Linked DNA regions of Hordeum vulgare: region 1 is linked to region 2. A link is a contact called in public Hi-C data. All regions are on one chromosome and are shown on one strand. The core of a region is the stretch at or near the end of the contact, and the rest is flanking DNA. Distances in the headings are between cores, read along the strand shown. Region 1 holds the start of LOC123446704. Region 2 holds the start of LOC123449163 (histone H4).

The links. Hi-C and Micro-C count contacts between places; a contact is called where the count stands out from the background.
Region 1: a contact with region 2 is called in a Hi-C map of seedling, with 2.6 times the contacts expected there. The contact joins the promoter of LOC123446704 here to the promoter of LOC123449163 in region 2. A contact is called at or near these places in 1 of 6 Hi-C or Micro-C datasets (seedling) and 1 of 1 datasets of contacts at active chromatin or transcription factors (embryo).

Annotation. Positions count from the first base shown.
Region 1 is chr4H:504,318,744-504,322,340 of MorexV3_pseudomolecules_assembly, reverse strand. LOC123446704 reads left to right here and starts at 1,752. Exons shown (of 1, transcript XM_045123261.1): 1 at 1,752-3,120. The coding sequence starts at 1,785. The coding sequence ends at 2,993.
Region 2 is chr4H:503,831,258-503,834,850 of MorexV3_pseudomolecules_assembly, reverse strand. LOC123449163 (histone H4) reads left to right here and starts at 1,670. Exons shown (of 1, transcript XM_045126268.1): 1 at 1,670-2,286. The coding sequence starts at 1,833. The coding sequence ends at 2,144. It overlaps LOC123449161 (filament-like plant protein 4), which reads right to left. Exons shown (of 6, transcript XM_045126266.1): 6 at 2,908-3,593. The coding sequence ends at 3,268.

The DNA.
Region 1 (3,597 bases), core at 503-3,002, 490 kb before region 2:
CAACTTTTTTAGTGAACGGTTGCAACAAAACATGATGCCGGTTGTAGCAAAAATTAGCACGGTTGTAACAAAAGTAAAAAACATCGATTGTAATGAAAAATCCGACGAACTGGAGTTGCAACCAAACGTATGTGCAACTTTTATACTGGGACAAAATATAGTAAAAAATGCTTGTGGCAAAAATAACGCTGATTGCAACAAATTTAAACGAAAAATGTTGCATCCATTGACCAACGAAGCGCGCGGGGTGAGAAAAATGTTGCATGGGCCAGCGCGCGAGGGGGCGACCGGCGCGTCTGTTCGGCCGGCGCGCCGGGTGGAAACGATTCCCTATAAATAACCGCACTAGACGCAAAGAGGTGCTTTAATAAGTCGGTGCACCACAGGCATGTCTCAGGAGGCCCGCCATTGGCGGGCCCCAATCACTAGTAATTTGACTCCTACCTTCGTTCAAGTGTATAGGGCATGCGCGTAGTTCTAGGTTGTTAATTTAACTAGCTAAATATATACTAGCAAAAGGGCCCGTGCGTTGCAACGGGAGAAAAATTAACTATAATCTTTAAGGATGCTGATCATATTACGTCCTTCAAATTTTAGAACATTTCTTGAAATGCATGAACATTTTTTTCAATTGCACCCAAAAAATAATACACAAACTTTTTTCGCAAAATCATGGACTTTTATTGTTTTCACCAACATTGTTCTTAAAATTATGAACATTTTTTTGAATCTGGGAATACTTTTACAAATATCCCGAGCATTTTTTGAATTCACAAACATTTTATGTTTTCTTCAAAATTATTAGTTTTATAAGTTGCAAAAGTTTTTCAAAAGTCTATATTATTTAAATTTTAAAAAATGAAACAGAAAATGAAAATAAAAAATGAGACTAAAAACAGAGGCACGAACTATTTTTAAGATTTTTACACGGACTTTTTTTAAAAATTATTAACTTTTTTCATTTTACAGACATTTTCTAAAAATTTAAACTTTTTTTATATATGCAAACATTTTTCAAAACTGCTGCGTAGTTTTTGAATTCTCAAAAATATATATTTTATTAATATTTTATTTCAAAATTCTCAATTTCTTAAATTTAAGAAAAGTTATTTGAATTTCTAAATTATTTAAAGTAGAAAAAAATCGAGCTGAAAAGTAAAATAAAAAAAAACTAAAATAAAAGAACAGGCGGCCACGCATGGGCCGTCCCAAATAGGTGCTGCATCTTTTTCTGATGCACAGAGCGTAATATAGGAGGTGACTACATGGGCCGGCCTAGTCAGGAGATTTTCCTGTTTGAAACGTTTTCTATGGCTTATAAGTGGCAATTGTGGGTAATTTTCATCAATTTTATGGACAATGTTAATGACGGACAACAGAAGCACTAATTGTTTTATTAGTAGATAAAGATTATATGTAATAAATAATATATCATTAGATTCATGTGGAAATGTAGTTTCTGAATATGTAATTTTTATTACATACTTATTATATATATTTATCTAGTTCAATTTATAACCTAAAACTACGCGCATGCCCTATACGGAGGTAGTACTACGCAGGCTAGCCGGCTGGTTGGGAGGAGTTCAACGCCATCGGGACCAGCACGATTCCGTTCTGGTAGATAGTTGCCCGGTACTCCGAGTTGGATCTGGGTCGGGAGGATCACACTCCAAACTCGGAAGGAAAACATGCCTCGTCTCTGCCCGTGTTAACCATACGCGCGAGTATACATACTGCTCTCACGGGACCGTGCACCGGCTACAGCAACAACACCCATAGTCATGTCGTCGCCAACACGGCGCCGTGCCCATGTTCCCAGATGGTCCAGCATCCCCACCGAGCTCGCGGGCGTCGTGCTCCGACGCCTCCCCAGCCACGCCAACCGGGTCCGCTTCGCAGCCGTCTGCAAACAGTGGCGCGCCTCCGCGCTGCAGAGCTCTCCGCCCTCGCACTACCCGTGGCTCGCCTTGCCTGACCGGACATTCTACAGCCTGCCGGGCTCCGCCTTCCGGCCGCTGCCGCTCCACCTCGACCGCCACCGGCAACTGCCGCACGCGCATAGCTCCTGCGGCGAGTGGCTCGTGTTCGAGCGCTACGACGGCGCCTACACGCTGGTCAGCCCCTTCTCCATGTCCACCACCATCCTGCTCCCTGGCCTCTCCGACACATACGCCCCCAACGTGCCTCTCCTCGTCGCCAACGACCAGCCGAAGCCGAACATGCTGAAGCTCGTCGTGTGCTCCCGCGACCTTGTCGCCGCGATCATCAACGACGAGGGATGGATGTATAATAAGCTCGCCTTGTGCCGTCCAGGGGCGTCCTCGTGGAGGTCGAGCACCCCCGACCAGCTTTGCGACCTCCAAGACATAGTATCATGCCAGGGAAAGCTCTACGCCCTCGACAAGTTCAACGGCCTCTTCTCCGTCTCCATCTCCGTTTTTGGGAACATGCGCACCGGTAGCGGTGAGCCCATCGTGTCACAGGTCGAGCACCTCCTGTATAGGCCCAGAGGGGTCCTCAGACACTCGTCGCGATACCTGCTAGAATCTAGCGGCACGCTGCTGCTGGTCTGCAGGGAGGACGCGATGCCCGAGCAGTGCAGCAGCACCTCGATGAGTGCAGTCATGGACGGGCTGGAGCTAGAGATGGAGATGGAGTTCGAGTTACTCAAGGCCGACTTGGAGAGGTCGCGATGGACCAACGTAAGCAGTGTGGGCGATGACCGGGTGCTGTTTGTCGGGCCATGGTGCTCCCGAGTTCTTCATGTTACGGGCGAGCATGACCCTATCTACACAGCCGGGAACCGTATCTTCTTCACGGTTAGCGCGAAAAGATACAACCGTTGTCAATACTACGGCAAACAGGAGCCCTTCTACTGCATCGTCTACGATATGAGGACGCAGCGGTCCGAGTTGTTCCTCAAGACGCCGGTGCGGCCGTTATTAATGGACTTCCCGGTGACGTGGCTATTCCCTCCAAGTCATGGATAGCCGTGACTGAATGGCGAGTCATATGTATACTAGCTTGTTCTAAGATTTCGCATCAATGTACTCTAGAAGTCTAGGTCTTTTATAAGTAGAATTTAGAAGCTTTAACAAGAAATGATGTGTGTTAGATATTCAAATTAGAAATTTGACAACCAGTTGCCATGTCCCTCTCTCCACTATAATACTTGTAGCTTCTTTTTTGAACCTACAATACTTGTAGCTGGTGGAACCTGGACTAGTTTTTTCCAACAAGTATTTAGGTATAAAAAAATGCTAATTATATTCTCATGATGCCCATATGTTAGGCCCCACGATGCAAAGGTTAAAGAGTAACCTAATTAAGTTATTAAGATTAGTACAAATGCCCGTGCTTGCAACGGACGGAAAAAAAACATCACACACCGCTAATCAATAAGGATAGCTCAAGACCCCTCCATAGGTCCATATTTTTCTATTTTAACACGGCATCCCATTTTTGTTGCCGCTTATCCTCCTTTCGATCCTTGTCAATGTTGGCTACTGTTTTCACCTAAACATGATGACTCTCAAGGCGATGAACTCAAAAGATGTGGTATGATCAATATTGTACTTGAATCATATTGCGAGG
Region 2 (3,593 bases), core at 421-2,920:
GTATATAACAAAAATAGTCATCGTATATCGTAGAAATTTTTCCATGTGTCAAAAGAAAAGGATTCGCCAACCTTAATAGTCACCGTGGGTGTCATAGAGATGCGGCTTTGCTGAAGGTGTCCCACCCGACGCCCCGATTTGGGCCTGCCCACAATTGACTTCATTGTTTATTTCTCTTTTATGTTTTTTATTTTCTTTTTCTTTTCCTTTTTTCCGTTTTCTGGTTACATTTTCTATTATCTTCTTTCTTTTTCTTCTCTTTTTTTCTCTTTTCATGTATTATACAAAATTTTAATGTCTATTTCAAATATTCATCGTATACTAAGAAATTTTCATAGTATATTACATAAAGGTTCATCGTATATAGGGATCGCACCTGCCGGGTTTGGATACGGGTGTAGCCATCTCATACCCTTATCCGTCATCCTAAATCTTACCCATCACTCGTACCCATACCAGTCGACGGGTACAACTTTTCTCATACCCATCATCCGGTAGGGTAAATAGGTTCCCGCGGGTAAAATTACCCAGATTTGTAACACATCATTTTAAAAACTTTTAATAATAATGTATAAACAACAACACTTCATGACAACAACACATACTCGTAACAACAACACACTCTGAACGTGGGCTAGCAGCGGGATTTATGTACATATAATATGTTTAACATGTGGATAAATATTATTTAAGGCCTATTTTTCAGATTATACACGGATACATAGATACACGGGTATGGGTTATACTAAATCATACTCGCACCCACCATATTCGATGGGTTTCAATTTTTCCCATTTATGTATTTCATGTGTATATTTTGAACCATATCCTTACCTTAATAGGGGTTTTACCCAGAGGGTACACGGGTAATGGGTATCCATTAGCATTCCTTATCGTATGTTAAGAGTTTATTCAGCAAATACTACAAATATTCATCGTGTATTTGAAATAAATTCAATGTATATCATACAAAATGTTCAATGTGTATTGGAAAAAAGTTCAATTTACATTACACAAATGCCCAATGCGTATTAAAATTTTATTTAATGTAGATTAAAAATGTTCATTGCATAGTTGAAAATTTTCTCAACATACATTAAAAAAATTGTTTAATGTGTATTCGATTTTTTTTCCATTTGTATACATTCATATGTTCAAAATGCTCGAAAATAAAAACCGAGCAAGAAAACATGGTGCTACAGTGATTCGAAATGCCGAATGGTACAGTGTCATCCCACGACAATGTTTCAACATTATGTTTTTTAATTTGAACTACAAATGGGCTGATCCAGTTGGAAGGACCCTGTGTGAAGTCAGAGCTTCTTGACGCGATGAAGGCCCTGTTTGTTTACAGAGATTAGACTAAAAAAATATCTTTTTTAGTCCCTATGTAACCAAACAGGAGGAATTTTTCCTTGATTAAAAAAAGACTCTACTCGAGAGGCTTTTTATTTAGTCCCCGTCTAGTCCGTTATAACCAAACACCCCGGAAGTATGAATTGGCCCAAAATTTCCATCTCGCCCAGAATGCACAGAAATAATTCCCGCTCGACCCTTCTTCCCGATTTCCAGTCCCCGTGCGCTTCACTCCATAAAAGGCCAGCAGCCGCGATCCGCGCCTCTATCGCTCTACCAGTAGGAACCAACCCCACCTCGATCCAACGGCAAGGCCATAGCGTTCGCCCCTCACGCGGATCGCTCCCCTATCCAACGCCTCCCGCGCCCATCTCCAACTCTACATATCCCTGCCCACTCGTCTCCTCCCAAACCATCCAATTCCAAAAATCCCCAAATCCTTCTTCTTCCCCGGGAAAAAACACGGAGCTGCGGAGATGTCTGGCCGCGGCAAGGGCGGCAAGGGGCTCGGCAAGGGCGGAGCGAAGCGCCACCGGAAGGTGCTGCGCGACAACATCCAGGGCATCACGAAGCCGGCGATCCGGCGGCTGGCGCGTCGTGGTGGCGTGAAGCGCATCTCGGGGCTCATCTACGAGGAGACCCGCGGCGTGCTCAAGATCTTCCTCGAGAACGTCATCCGCGACGCCGTCACCTACACGGAGCACGCGCGCCGCAAGACCGTCACGGCCATGGACGTCGTCTACGCCCTCAAGCGCCAGGGCCGCACCCTCTACGGCTTCGGCGGCTAGGGTTTTCCTTTCCTTCCTCGTAGAGGCTTGTTTTATCGAGCGATGCCTGGGCATCCTGGTGGTGGTAGTTTGGTGTCGGATCTGGTGTTCCTGATGTAACCGTGCTCTGTTGCAGTGAAGTGAATCCTGGTGTTTATTTCAAGAACGCCCCTTCTAATCAGAGTAATCCAGAATGCGTGCGCTTCTCTTTATGCTGTGATTTCTTCTTTGGATAATTGCCCTGCTCTGGTTCTTGCAGTGCAGTGCCATGCCAGTGTTGTTGTTCTAGAGAGAGCTGGAAATTATGCACGTTGCAGCTGGAAGTCTGAAACTGCCAAACTGGCCATGGCTCTTCAACATGCTCGCAGAAGTAAATATCGGCGGTTCCTTTTTCCCTTGTCACCCCTGCAGTTGGAATAAAACTCTGTTTGGTTGCCTGGTAACATTGCCAGCAATGTAAATTGGTACAGACTTTGTGTTCGTTGCGTTCTACTCCCTACTCCAGTGACAGAGAAAACTGTATGAGTTAGTTTTTGCTGTTTTTAAAATTGGTATAAATTGTGTTCAATTTTTTCTTGGGTATAATCTGTCTTTCCACCAGTAATGATGTAGGAGTAACTTAGAAAACACAAAGTGGACACCAAAAATCTTTCTTCAGATTTTGACAATGAAACAGATATAAACACAATGATAACTGCTACAGTCAAATTGATGCAGGTTAACTTAGCTGTACCCGAAGCCAGTTTTGGCACCAACGACATACACAAACTGCTTCACAAGAGAATGAAACACAAACAGACAGCAGCTCTCTTCTTCATGCAGGTAAGCACATGTACAGTGAGGTTTTAGTGAGGTTTCAGACAAACAGCAACCCAGAAAAAACTCTAGCAGAAGATAAAGACAGCTAACACACACACACACTCTCTCTCTCTCACACACACACAACCTGGTCATAACCGCTCGACTGCAAGGCAAGTATTACTCCAGCAACTGAACCACTGGAGGCATCACCTCAAAATAATACACAAGCAGGTTCGCCGAGTAGCCCTATAGAAACCCATGATCCGCGTTCATCCGTCATCGATCCATTCGCCGTAAAGAATCAACAAGCCAACATCACAGAATCTTGCAATCCAGCTAATGTTCACTCTTTGCCCTTGGCGAAGAACCGACTAAAGCCCCGGCTTTGTTTCTCGGGCAACTGGTTAGCAAACGAGGAAGAGGATGAGGATCGCGACCTATGCTTTGGGCGCTTGGAACTGTTCATTGAAAGGGAAGGGCTTCCGTCCACATCAGAAGGGGTCATATGGGTCTTGTATCCGTTGAGGGGAGACACATTCCCTGACTCCAGCATTTCCTGGTCTGTATCATGATGGCCAGATGGTTTCTGGGCATACTCGCCTCCTTCGGTTGTTCCTGCCGCGTCTTGCAAGAAGTCCTCCATTCGTTGCCGGGTTGGCGAGGCACCCA